Regions from separate parts of the Sus scrofa genome. Here region 1 is linked to region 2. A link is a contact called in public HiChIP or PLAC-seq data. All regions are on one chromosome and are shown on one strand. The core of a region is the stretch at or near the end of the contact, and the rest is flanking DNA. Distances in the headings are between cores, read along the strand shown. Region 1 overlaps ZEB2 (zinc finger E-box-binding homeobox 2). Region 2 holds the start of ZEB2 (zinc finger E-box-binding homeobox 2).

Evidence for each region. HiChIP or PLAC-seq counts read pairs in DNA pulled down with a chosen protein or histone mark.
Region 1: a contact with region 2 is called in an H3K27ac HiChIP or PLAC-seq map of skeletal muscle, with 2.9 times the contacts expected there. The contact joins the enhancer-like site here to the promoter of ZEB2 in region 2. A contact is called at or near these places in 2 of 5 promoter capture datasets (fetal liver and liver), 4 of 47 Hi-C or Micro-C datasets (embryonic fibroblasts, fetal heart ventricle, fetal skeletal muscle and 1 more) and 2 of 2 datasets of contacts at active chromatin or transcription factors (alveolar macrophages and skeletal muscle).

What each region holds. Positions count from the first base shown.
Region 1 is chr15:7,609,954-7,616,078 of Sscrofa11.1, reverse strand. It overlaps ZEB2 (zinc finger E-box-binding homeobox 2), which reads right to left. Exons shown (of 10, transcript XM_021076506.1): 5 at 4,746-4,934; 6 at 3,836-4,050; 7 at 1,006-1,114; 8 at 1-118. Among named protein-coding and RNA genes, the nearest start is that of ZEB2, 110 kb to the right of the region's middle. Within about 2 kb of position 4,073, at least 8 of the 83 cell types and tissues checked have an H3K27ac peak or open chromatin away from gene starts, as enhancers often do. A contact at or near this core is called in fetal skeletal muscle and skeletal muscle, where this site is marked.
Region 2 is chr15:7,495,214-7,501,820 of Sscrofa11.1, reverse strand. ZEB2 (zinc finger E-box-binding homeobox 2) reads right to left here and starts at 2,942. Exons shown (of 10, transcript XM_021076506.1): 1 at 2,478-2,942. LOC110257199 reads left to right here. Exons shown (of 2, transcript XR_002339482.1): 2 at 2,498-2,591. LOC110257200 (a long non-coding RNA gene) reads right to left here. Exons shown (of 2, transcript XR_002339483.1): 2 at 4,895-6,374.

The sequences.
Region 1 (6,125 bases), core at 2,824-5,323, 110 kb before region 2:
CTCATTCGCCCGTTTACAGAGATTAAACCAATACATTTCTTGCTGCTGATGTGTGAACTGTAGGAACCAGAATGGGAGAAGCGTTTCTTGCAGTTTGGGCACTCGTATGGTTTTTCACCTAAAATGACAATTAATATTAACGTTACATTTCTTTGATTGGGGAACAACTGAGATTGTCTACTAAGGCAAGAAAGGATCACGATGGAGCACCTCTACATTCTAGTGCTTAGTTTAGAATTATGTGGCCATAACTGTTTCTGGGCTTTATCTACCCTGGGAGGACATAATTCAAGATGTTAGCAGTGGAAGGTGAGGGCTATCTGTGCCTTTTTCAGCCAAGATCCCAAATCTTGTCTTGCCATCGGCAGGCTCCTATTTAAACAGAGTGTCAGATTAATGTGTGGTCAATAGCACAATAAAGATGTCACAGTATTTAAAGGGAAGTGTAGCCATGGCTTTAATCAACTCTGTGAAGATCCCATTGATTCTACCAGTCCAACTAGTTCTTTGAATAGCATCCAATTTGGTAATAAAATGCTTAGCAGAGCTATCAAAATAGTTATAAAGAAGAAATCTCAGTGGTAAGATGTTGTTCTGTAATCTACAGCTCTCAGGAATCAAGGAACACATCATACAAAAGCTCTTATCCAAAATTCTTCAACATTTTTCTTTCAAGGTTGGGTATCTTTCAAGCTAAGTTTCTTCAGGTCAAAAACATTTTATCTGCAGAAGAGTTTTTATAGGGACAAAAAGGAGCTTCTAGATTTATATAGCAAATCAAAGCATTTGCAATTTTTAAGAAGTATAAGCACTCCTCTTCTTATTAGTAGAGCTGTGGGCAGTACCATAAGTCTCATGAAGACAAAATAGGCAAATACAGCTTATGAAATAAATGGGTAGTTCCAAAAAGCTACAAACAGGATTGTGTAAATTTTACACAATCTTTAAAAAATGCCCCTAATGAAACCAAATGCAAATGTGAGCACCAGCCTCTCTGCTACTCACCACTGTGAATTCGCAGGTGTTCTTTCAGATGGTGTTTATATTTGAAGGCCTTGCCGCACTCTGTGCATTTGAACTTGCGATTACCTGCTCCTTGGGTCAGCATTTGGTGCTATAAAAGGAGAGAGACTGACATCAGTTTTGTGCAGGAGGAACAAAGGAAATTTGTTACAAATATTTTTAAAAGGCCTCTATTTTCAGACAGGCCAAAAGGTTTGAGTGCATGTTTATTTATTTGCCCAGTCTTTCGGAGTTGCAATAAAAGTGATAATGTTGGCAATAAAATTGGAACAAATAAAAAAAAGTGCTTTCACATGCGCATCCAACACTTGCTTTAGAATTATCTCTGTAGTCTCTTTTCCAAAATGTTTCTTTGAGCTGTTGGAGATGAGAAAGCATAATTGCAAAGATGTTTCTGGTTCTCTGTGTTCACTGCACATTCTAAGAAATGCAACTATTTCGTCAAGGAAAAAAATAAATATTTTCCTCAAAATCCTAAATAGCCTCCCCCGCAAACCTCCCCACACAAGTAACTGATTTTATCAAATTTCTATACGAATGTAAAAGTATATCTTATACTGAAGCAATATCAAATTTTAAAAAGAAAAAGTGCACATAATGAAAAAAAATCCTTGAATATAAATATTTCATCACATGATAAGCATGTTTAAATACTCCATTCACTGTGCTAGTAGTGACTATAAATACTGTTTTTCCTAAGATATTGCATATAAGATTTGATTCATTCATCAAAGACAACATCATGGGTTAGAGCTGCTTGGGCAGTTTTATCATAGGCCAGTAGAAGAGACTTCACCGACTTGTCATTTTCCTTTTTAGTAGTGTGCTAGGGAGTAGGGATGAAAAAGAAAAGTTTTTGAAAAGACAAGTTAAAAGGAGCAAAGATATAATCAAACACAGCTGACCTTTTTTGAATAAGGGAGAAAAAAGCACTGTGGCTTCAAATTCTGAAAAGGAAGGAGGAGGGAAGGAAGGAAGGAAAGAGAAAGAAAGGAAGGAAGGAAGGAAGGAAGGAAGGAAGGAAGAAAGAAAGAAGGAAAGAAAGAAAGAAAGAAAAAGAAAGAAAGAAAGAAAGAAAGAAAGAAAGAAAGAAAGAAAGAAAGAAAGAAAGAGAAAGAAAGAAGGAAAGAAAGACAGTCATCCACTCTGGATGCTTAAGGTAGGAGGCCAGCCTTTTTCAAGCAGCAATGACACAAAAGCCTTTTGCAAAAAGACAGCACAGAAACGGTATGACAACTGCTAGGGTGTGCTGAATCTTCCCACATTCCTAGTGAGACAGATGGTGTTACATGGGACACAGGGAGGTTTGTTCAAACAGCAGCAACCTTCAAAGATCAAGCGGAGCCCAGCCCGCCGAGCGCCATTGAGGGACCAGCGCTCATATGTTGCTGAGTTGCATAAACAAACAGCAACAGCTGCTTTGTCTCCCCCCACAGCCCTCAGAGGACTACTATAAACTTTAGTTGTGCCACTGTTAATATGATACAATCATTTTAATTTACTAATTGTAAATGCCATGAGCAAATGAGGGGACTTTTCAACACCAAAGCTACCATTCATAATGCGCCAACACAATCACACTTCTGCATGTGAAATTTAAAGCAGTTATGCTAGACAAATATCTAGGCACTTTTTTTTTTCCTGGAGTTTTTATGCACATAAGCAAAGGAAGATAAACTGTTACATAAGTGTAACTATGCAAGCATAGTTTTTATAACTGAACTTTGAAAAATATTCAGGTGACAAGTTCAATCAGATAGAAATGATTTATATAAGCTGTTTTCTTAGAAGAGTGAAATTCCATAATCTAGTATCATCACCATTGCTTGATCGTGTTTGCTTATTCTCATCTTCCTGATTCAAAGAGAATAAAGCCCATAAAAAAGAAACATAAGAATGTTAGAGAATATCCTGTTCAATAATTTTAAAAACAAATATGGTATCAGGCTTTATACAGGGTGGTTCCAGGTTTGTAGGGCTAGTTGTTGGGACTTAAGGCAGACCATAATACCAATCTGCAGTCAATGCTCCCAGGGGGACAGAAAGAACAGTTTTGATAAAACATTTAGGGGACACTATGAATGAATCCTATTCCATCATTTTAAGGATTTAAGAAGCTATGCTAACCTGTTCAAGATAGTTTTTATTTTTAACACAAGTAAGCCAAAAGAGGCAGGGCAGTTTTAAGACTTAGCAACAAAGATGCAACATATCAAGAAGGGATCATTTTTATTGTGTATCTAACATTTTAGTATTAATCCAGTTTCCTTCGTATAGATATGCATACACATTAGATGCTTTTTTGATTTTCCTTAAAACACTTAATTAGATTTCATAAACTAGTAGCAGCTTGTAAAAACAGTCTAAGTAATTGAAGATGTTATGTGACCAACGAAAAAATACACGCTCCTTTTACTATGACTTGGATCCTATATGAAGAGAAAAAATTTCTAAGTAAAACTAGGTAAAAAATGGAATTAAAATTGCTGAGATGTTTAATACTGTATAATTAAAATGCTACAATTTCATTCACTTTTTGTGGAACATAAAGATGAAACTAAAGTCAAGTTAAAGTGCAAATAAAATTTCTAAATTAGAAATTAACACACTCATTCGATCGTGAACATAAGACTATTAAATCATATTAGAAGAGACCATCAAAAAATCATTTAGACCTCAATTAAAGCTATTACCATTAAAAGATCTGCATCTTCAAAATGCCATGAAAAATTAATAATGATTGCCAATCAAAGCAATATCGTTTCTCTAAGGGGTTATTATAGAAAGAAATCACTTAAAACCAACCCCCCACCTGATCTGTGCCTGGCTTGTGCGTCACCATATGCCGCTCGAGCTGGGTGCGGTAGGCAAACGTGTAGCTACAAAGAGGGCAGGAGAAGTTCTCCTCATTCTTCTCGTGGCGATACTTGATGTGCTCCTTCAGCGATGTCAAGCGCTTGTAGCCCCGGTCGCAGTAGGGGCAGGTCAGCAGTTGGGCAAAAGCATCTGGAGTTCCAGGTGGCAGGTCTGTAGCCGAGAGACGAGAGGGAGAGAAGCGGGCCAAAAGGTCAGTAAATCAATGGCAGCTAATGGGCTGACTGCCCGGGATGGTGTGACAGGAATCACTGCAATCTGCTCCACGAGAGTGCCATCATCACACGTGGCCTCCCCGCATGCAGGTCCCCTCGCACACCCAGCACAGACTTGTCGGAATCAGCTCACACTGCGCTGGAAAATTAATTAATTACTGGAGCGTTTGGGGGAGAATTTAAACAGCTGATAAATGAGGAAATTCTCTTTAGGTGACTGACAGTTCGTAGCAAACCTTTAGTCACATGTGACCCAGGAATTCACAGAGTGAAGGAGCTTTTCAGGTGTCCCCGGAAAGAAGAAGGAAAGGTCAGGGTCAGTATTTCTAAACTTTTTTTTTCTCCTCAAAAGTGAAATATTTTGGAAAGATAGGAATCAATTTAGATATTTTTATCTCTTAGAAATAGGCTCTAATTGTTCTTGTTCTTTATTGGATGTACAGATGACACAAATTTGCTGACAAAAAAATTTCACAATACCCTAAAATTACAGTTCTAATCTTTGCTCATGAAATTCCATGCCTCTGCAGCTGTTCTTCAAATTTTAAGGTAAACACCCAGGCATGTAGTGCATTTGTAATTGTAACAGCTGCAGAGGTCAGCATCGTGGCTAAAAATGAATTACAGCCTCACCATTTTCTTCCTGCCCATTGGCCTCTGGCGTGCCAAGGCGAGACAGCTCCTCAGGGGCTTCTGGGTAAATAATGGCTGTGTCACTGCGCTGAAGGTACTCTTCGATGCTGACTGCATGGCCATCTCGTTCCTCCAGTTTTCTTTTGGCAAAGTATTCCTCAAAGTCTGATGTGCAATTTGCATTCTTAACTGAAACGGTAAAAAGGAGACGAAATGTCTTCTCAAGGCCTTTTTCCTAGAAACCCATGACTGCCTTCATCACCATAAGACACATTGACTTGCAAAAAAGATAACCAGTACCTAGCTGATTTGTAGGAAGTGTTGAAGATGACCAGTGACTGACTGAATGCTTATTCTCATAATATATGCCAAAAAAGAGGAGAGGACACTTTGCTTTAAGTTACATGGGCATATTTTATTTTCCTCTTCCTGGAACACTAGTCTGTGTGAGTCACAAAGAATGAAAGAAAATTTTAAGTATTTTTCAGGGAAAATTAACAAAAAAAGAACTACATTCCAAGATCCGAAAACATGAGAGATAGCGTGAGCTCAAAGCTACTTTAATGGTCTATATAAAACTTCCTTTTAAGAAAGGTATATTTAATTTTTTATGGTCCACTAAACTTAACATTCCTCTAACCACATATACATCCTGTTGCCAAATATAAGCTTTTAACCCTTCACTCTCTGAACATCACAGACCACTAGGATTATACAGTCAGAGAGAGATGCAAAAGGAAAGATAACCCTAGAGAGATAATAATGGGACTTTGTTAAAAAATCATGGAATGTGGGAGTTTATCTTTCCTTAAAATTTCAGTGTTTAGCTCAGTATTTTAAAGCTGCTGAAAATAAAATTAAACTCACACTGATAGATACAAAATAAAAAGTAGCAGACGGAATTAAGAAAGTGACTATACTGTTGTGTGATTTTTATATGATATTTAACTTGTATAGTTATGACTCTATTCCCATGATACGAATAATAGTTGTAAATCAATTTTAGCTACTTCTGTCACAAGACTGTCTATTTGAAATTTGTAGATACGTTTCTGAAATAAGTAGTGGCTTAAATATCCTAAGTAAAAACTTTTGTGCACAAGACAGTGTTGGGAGAATGGCGGCCACATTTTTCTCTACCAGAAGTAAGTGAAAAAGAGCCTTCTGCCAGTACAAGTAATGGTGGAGCCATAGTTTTTGAGAGCAGTTAACCTTGATTCCACTATTCTTTACCTTACCTTCTCTGTCATAAAAGATATTACAGTACTTGCCATCCTAATTTCCCAGGAAATTTGTGGCAGGGTGGTGTTCAAGCAAGCCAATCAATTTTTATTTTTATTTTTGGCTTTCACTGTTATGAACTGCTAAGAGTATAGAAAG
Region 2 (6,607 bases), core at 1,693-4,192:
CATTGAAACGCGCGCGGGCCGCCCAGGGGAGCCGGGCCAGGGCCCCGGCGAGCACCCATCCGCGCCCCCCAACGCCAAAGCGAAACTTCGGCGGCCCCCTCCCCGCCCCCCACCCCCAGCCTTGGCCCCGAGGCGCTTTGTGTTTGTTACTGTTTGGTGTGTTGCACCCGCGAGGGGATCAGAGAGACAAGAATTACATCTTCAAAATGAGTCATAACTCCTGACCGTATGAGGGAATGCACACGGCGGTACAGTAAGGCTGCTTGACTCAGGGCTAGGCGGACCCTTTCCTCCGAAAAGTCCTCAGCCTGGCTCGGAACTTGGGGTGAGGCGAGGCTTTCTTTAGCCCTCATCTTGTCTCATCCCCCCCCACCCCATTCCCCAGAGGAAGCAAACAAACAAACAAACAAACAACGCGAAACAACCCCCGGATGAAGCACACTTGGGCAAATTGATAATAGTAATTATAGGAAGCCCACTCGTCCCGCGCCCCCTCCCCTCCCCTTTCGGAGTTTATCGAGGCACTGTCTCTTCCTCCCCCCTCACCTCCGCCCCCAAATTAAAATTTCCCGTTTCACGCCGCAATAAAAAATATAATTATAAGCTTCTTTGGACACTGTCCCTTCCCCCCAACCTTCGCCACTTTGACAATATTTACTTAAGTATTTCCCCCCACCTCACTCACACACATGCTCCCCCACACTGGTTCCCTTAAATAGTTCCAGTAGAAAATTGTTTTTTCCCCTCAAGAAAGGAAAGAGAAAGTCCAACCGCGACGGCAATACTTTTAAGCTCTACTAAACGATCGTATCCTTTCTGGCTTCGAAACTTTTGTACCTAAAAATCGAGAGAGGCGCTGCATTTTTTTCAGCTGAAACTGTCAAAACTTGGAGAAGGGGAACCTCAGAGGCAGGCTGGAGAGGAGGAGAATCCCGAAACTCGGTGGAGGTTGGGAAGATGCTGTGCCTCGAGGATTAGTTTAAACAGGGGGCTATAAAAGATGTAACAGATGCAAACTGTAACACAAGGGCCATTAACCCTTTCTCTGCCGAGCACACTCAGTCCCCACGTCCCGCACCTATTGTCTCCTGTGCTAAAGGCTTTGCGGAAAACCTGGAAAGTGAGTATCAGTTTCCACACATTTGCTGACAGGGGTGGAGGTTGGGGGGGCGGTGGGCAGAAAGAAGGGGAAGTGGATGATTTAGAAAGCACCTTGAATTTAACCTAGGCATAGTGGGAGACTTTTAACACATTTTCTCATTTCTTGGCTCTCCTATGGATTTGAAATTGTTGGGAAAAATTCCTGAAATAAAGAAATGGTCACACAAGTATCTGGGATGAAACAGCTGGCCTGTCTGTATTCATGCTGAGACTTACACACGATTGCATATAAATATATGTTTAATAAAGTAAGCTGCTAGTTTTATGAGCATTTGTGTGTGAGGGAGAGACAGGGCATTTGTGCTGTAAACTTTATCTTTGCCTGTTATTTCTAACTCTGGAGTTAGTAATCTTGCCTTCATCATTATAGGGGGAGCATGTAAAATATATAAGTAAGTGGGAGATAAACACATTCATGTTAGCGGGGCTCACCACTGTTCCTGGGAACTCCTGCTATCTCTCTTGACTTTTCAGTGCCAAAGTATGGCATGGAATATTTGTATGTATGTGTCTCCTGTGAAATCCATGTCTATATTACTTTGCCATTTGAAATACAATTTCAAAAGTTATCCCTAATTTAAAACTCTAATATCCTGACAGTTTTCTTCCCAACTGTAGTGACCCCCCCCCCCACTACTTTGGTAAACGACTCAAGTTCCATGAGGACTTTCACTTCTTTATTTATCATCACAGAAGTGAGGTGTTACTTCACATACACACACACACAAAGAATGAAATAAAGAAATGAAACTCGCTAAGCAGACAAAAACAAGCAACTTTCTGCTTAGAAAACAGCCTTCTTCGGTAGAAAAGGTTGGACTGCCATATCTAAGAGAAAGACTTGCTCCCGAATTTGGTAGGTTTGTATCCATCAAGTTTTGTAATTATTAACAGGTATTTGCCAAGTTTTAATTGCTGAATACAATGAATTGGAATTAGACATGACAATAGAGCAGAACCTCTCCCCCTGAAGAGTTTTTATTCCAACCACATAGTTCTCAATAAAACTTTTCCTAGGCTGGGTAGCAAAAGGCACCTTTGGTTACCTGAATGGACAGGTACAGGGCAAATTATTTGGAGGAGGAAAAAAGAGAAAAGGAAGGAGAGAGAGAGGGAGTGAGAGAGAAATCCAAGAAGTCACTCTTGGGAAAAGCTTGCCGTAAAGGAGCTAAACCCACCTGAAATTCCTACCCACAGACACTCCTTCGCACTTCAGACTCCCATCCTCACTTAAAAGGAGAAAATCATGAAAGGAGGGTGGGGGATGACCATGCCAAAAAGGAATAAAAAGAGAGAAAAGGGGGAAAAAAACCTACCTGCGAAGTCTTGTTTGTAGTTTTGGCCAGAAATGGTGAGAAGAAAAAGCATGAAGAAGCCGCGAAGTGTGGGGAAGAAAAAGGTGGAAGCGAAGAAACAGCTCCCGGAGCAAACTGTACAAAACCTCGCCAAGAGTGTCGGGAGGCAGGACCGTTATTCCTGCGGAGCAGGTTAGAACTGATCTCTTTCGGCCACTCCAGGAAACACAAACCTGGGGACGGACTGACGTGTTACGCCTCTTCTAATGACATTTTTTTCTTTTTCTTTTCTGTAGGAGAGAGAGAGACCCTGAAACACGCGCCACCTATCTTTGTGGGGAGGGATAATTGAAGCGCCCTGAGCGTGAGCATCATGTGAAAACGTGATCGCCAAGTTTCTCTCTGGGAAAGGATCTGGGATAGATTATACCTTGAAGTCTCCGCAAACGCTTTAGTGGAAGAAATGAAATTCCACCTCCCTCCCTTCCTCTCTCCCTCCCTCTCGCCTCCCTCCCTCCCTTCTCCACGCCCCCCCCCCCCCCGTAAAGCCTTTGGCATCATTATCCTCATCTCCTCATCACTAAATCCTACAGAGTACAGGGCGGAAAACGGTGCACACCATTCACAGAACTGGAGAACTCTTAAGGGGCGAAAGTTAAAGGGAAAGATCCCGGTTCTTCAATCCAGATCGCTTCTTCTTATACAGATATCTCTAATGACCAGATTTGAGATGCACATTAAGTTGTGTGGATTTCTCAGCACAGCTTCTGGAACTAAATTTTTTGCCCTTTCTCTTATTTTTTTGTCTTTTTAGATGCCAGAGCCAGAAAAAAAAAATGTTGCATGTGAACTGCATTTTAGGGTGTGTGTTGGGGGTGTGTGTGTGTGATGAATTTCTGGATTGGATCCCAATACTAAAAAGTGGTTTGGCATTTTTAAAAAGGGTCTCTAAGTGAATTAACATAGCGGGCTGAGTTGCCTCGATCTCTGAGTCTCTCTACATCTCACGGAGACCTCACTACAAAGTGAGGGAGTGTGTGTGTGTGTGTGTGTGTGTGTGTGTGTGTGTAGGGAGGCAGGAGGAATAGGAGAAAGGCCATAGAGGAACTTAGCAGGGAAGGATGAGCATGATATTAAACGGCATGGGGTCTAAGTTTTGGAGTATACATTTTTTGATATTGCAATTAAAGTAAAATTAAAAAGAAAAGACTCCACCTTTGCTCTGAAGGGATTGGTTATGTAAATATGGAAGGGATTTCCTGGAGAATACAGCTTTCTACTGTATGGTTAATTAAATAATCACTCAAAAGCTTCCAACGTGACGCTTCTGTCGTAATCCAATCAGGTTACATAGGTCCTAAACAAGAAAGATATTTTCCACATCTGGAAGTCAGCAATTTAGCAAGTACTGCACATTATTAACCAATTCAGAGCCCACTTCCCAGGGGAATTTTTTTTGAAGTTTAAGTGTTCTTAACCAATGCTCTGCTGTTTTGTTAATCAAAAAGCTGGTTTACACTGCACATAATTGGAACTAATATAGAAGTAAATAAAGACAGCCAAATTTGAGGATGCTGAGCACAGGCATTTATAGGAAAAGGAAGAAATCTCTTAGCCTCCAGTGGTTCAGGCTCAGTTTCTTAAAGAACTGTGAGGTTTTTTTGTTGTTGTTGTTGTTGTTGTTGTTTTAAGAGTGAAAGTGCTTGAGAACCTCAGAGCACAAATAAACTTTCAGTCCCACTGCCTTTGGGCTTTCTTGCAAAGGTAAAGGTGGAGGTGTCAAGAGGACTGAAGAGCAGCCTCATGCCAAAATTTTCTGCTTTAATATTGTTAATATGTTACAGCCCCCTGTTTTCAGTCTGATGAAATCTGAAACAAATAACACCCTGATCCAACACTAGACTTTTACTTATATTAAGATAAACTGCTTTGAACTGTGCTTTGAAATGTGTGCCTAAAGCAAGACTTTGAATGCAAGACTCACTGGCAATTGCACTCAGAGGAGGGAAAAGCCACCACAAGAGTTGCCACATCCACACTCCCAGAGGTGCATGTCTTTGTATTTTGTATGTTTATTTTTTTTAAGGGGGGGAGCAGTAGCCACCCAGCATGACCACAGCTAGTTCTGACTTTAGCCTACAAGAAAGTACATTTTCACTATTGGTTACAGACTCACTTCTTTCCCACCTTGAGTATTTATTACACTGAGAATCTTCTCACCCATCCCATTACAGATAAATTACCTGTAGAGGAGCATTCAAGATCATCAGTGTAAAATTAATAATAAAAAAAGAAAACTAAAGACTTCCAACAGAGGTCAGGCACATTCTCCACCTTATGTTGTGCATTTCTTTTAATATTTCTATCTCTATAAATATATGACTTATCAACTTCCTCTTCTGAGATTTATTTCTATTATTAATGTCCTTTTTTCTTTCTCTTCCCACTTTTTTATTTAAAAAAAAGTCAATTCCAGCTTTCTCTAGAAGTTTGCTTTTCAGCCTTTCCTCTTCCATTTCTAGGAAAAAGCTGTCCCTTGCATGGAGTGATTCCAGACAATACTCTACCTCAGGAACCCAGGTAGCCACTGGAGCTTCCAGCCCAGACACACACTCACTGACAAAAACCTCAGGTCAAAGGATCCTATTGAAAGGCTAACAAATTACTTGTCTTTATTATGTATATTAATGTGAGGTTACTTAGGATCTGACTTAAAAAAAAAAAAAAGAGACAGACAAGTATTTCCATTAAAAACACCTAATCATCTGATTACTCTGGGCTCAGTAATTGTTCAAGTGGCAGGAGGCAGCCTCAACAAGGCATTGGGAGTCCCGATGTGCAAGTATTTGATTTAGGGTAAAAAAGCAATCTTTCAAGTTTCCATTAATGTGGATATTTAGATGGTGGCATGTGAGCTGTCCCTGTGAGGGTGAGAGCGCCGGTGGGTTGCCCTCCGCCCCTGCCTGGCACGCCCCTGGCACACACCCTTCCCGATTGACCGAGAGTTCCCATCAAAGCAGAGACGGTGGGATCTGGCGAAGCCGAAATATAAATTTGTTCCGAACACTCTTTTAGTCCGAAGGCCAGGTCAGGGACAATGGGGATCGTGGGACCAGCGGGATGCAGGAGCGCAGGACGCAGGGAAAAGTCGAGAGAGGACTAGGAGCTGCTAGCTTTCGGATCCTCACACAGCAAAGCAAGTCCTTCAAATGAATCGCTCCTTCCCGGTCTTCCTTCCCCATTAATAGTCCATTTCGAGATTAGCGCAGACCAAGGGGATTAAAACAACAGATATATGCAAATGTGAAATAATATTGCAATCGACATAGAAGGGAGAAAAATAATTCTATAGGGTCTCTTTGAGTGAAACAAACTGCCTCCCTCAGGAGTTCCTCCACCCAAGCAGTGTGAGGATGCACTTTTGTTTTCCAATTCCCTCCAGCCAGGACCTGGTGCCTGTCCCCCCATTCACCTCTCAGTCTGTCAATTTCCTTAACTTTCACAGCCGCTCCCCCTTTCTCCCCTGCCCCCAGCTCGGTTTGCCCGCCCAGATGCCCGAAGAGATACAGTGTTTCTGCCCTTGAACACACAAGCTATAGAAGGAATTCGAATTTGGCCACAGCTAATGATTTCTTTAAAAAAGCAATTTCTGTTTATTTTGTACCATGTGGAAAAAATTTTAAAAAAGAACCTATTCTCTTTTTGAAACGGAATTGATCTTTCATCTAGAGGAATTATTTCGACCCTGTGTTGTTATGCAGGAGGTGGGCAACTTCTCTTAGAGTTGCAAGCAAAGGGTGATAAGAGGGACCCCTGGATTGGGGGTGTGTGGAGGGGGTGCGGGGAGGCAGGGGTCCAAGCCAAGCCAAACGGTTTTCTCACGTGCAAACTCACAATCCAATCCTTTCGGAGTTGAGCCTAGGATAGGAGGGGAAAGAAAGTCTATTAAAAAAAAAAAAAAAAAAAAAACCAGGAGCATCTTTCTGAGAAGCCCTTTCAAACAAAATCAAAACAGGACCAGAGAATCTCAGACCGACTCTAACATCCCTGCTGCGAGGCCCGCGGGCTGTGGAATCTCGCACGTCACCTGGCCTCAGCAAGGCGGCCAGCTGAGGGGTTCATTTTATTTAATTTTATTTTTTGAAGTTAAG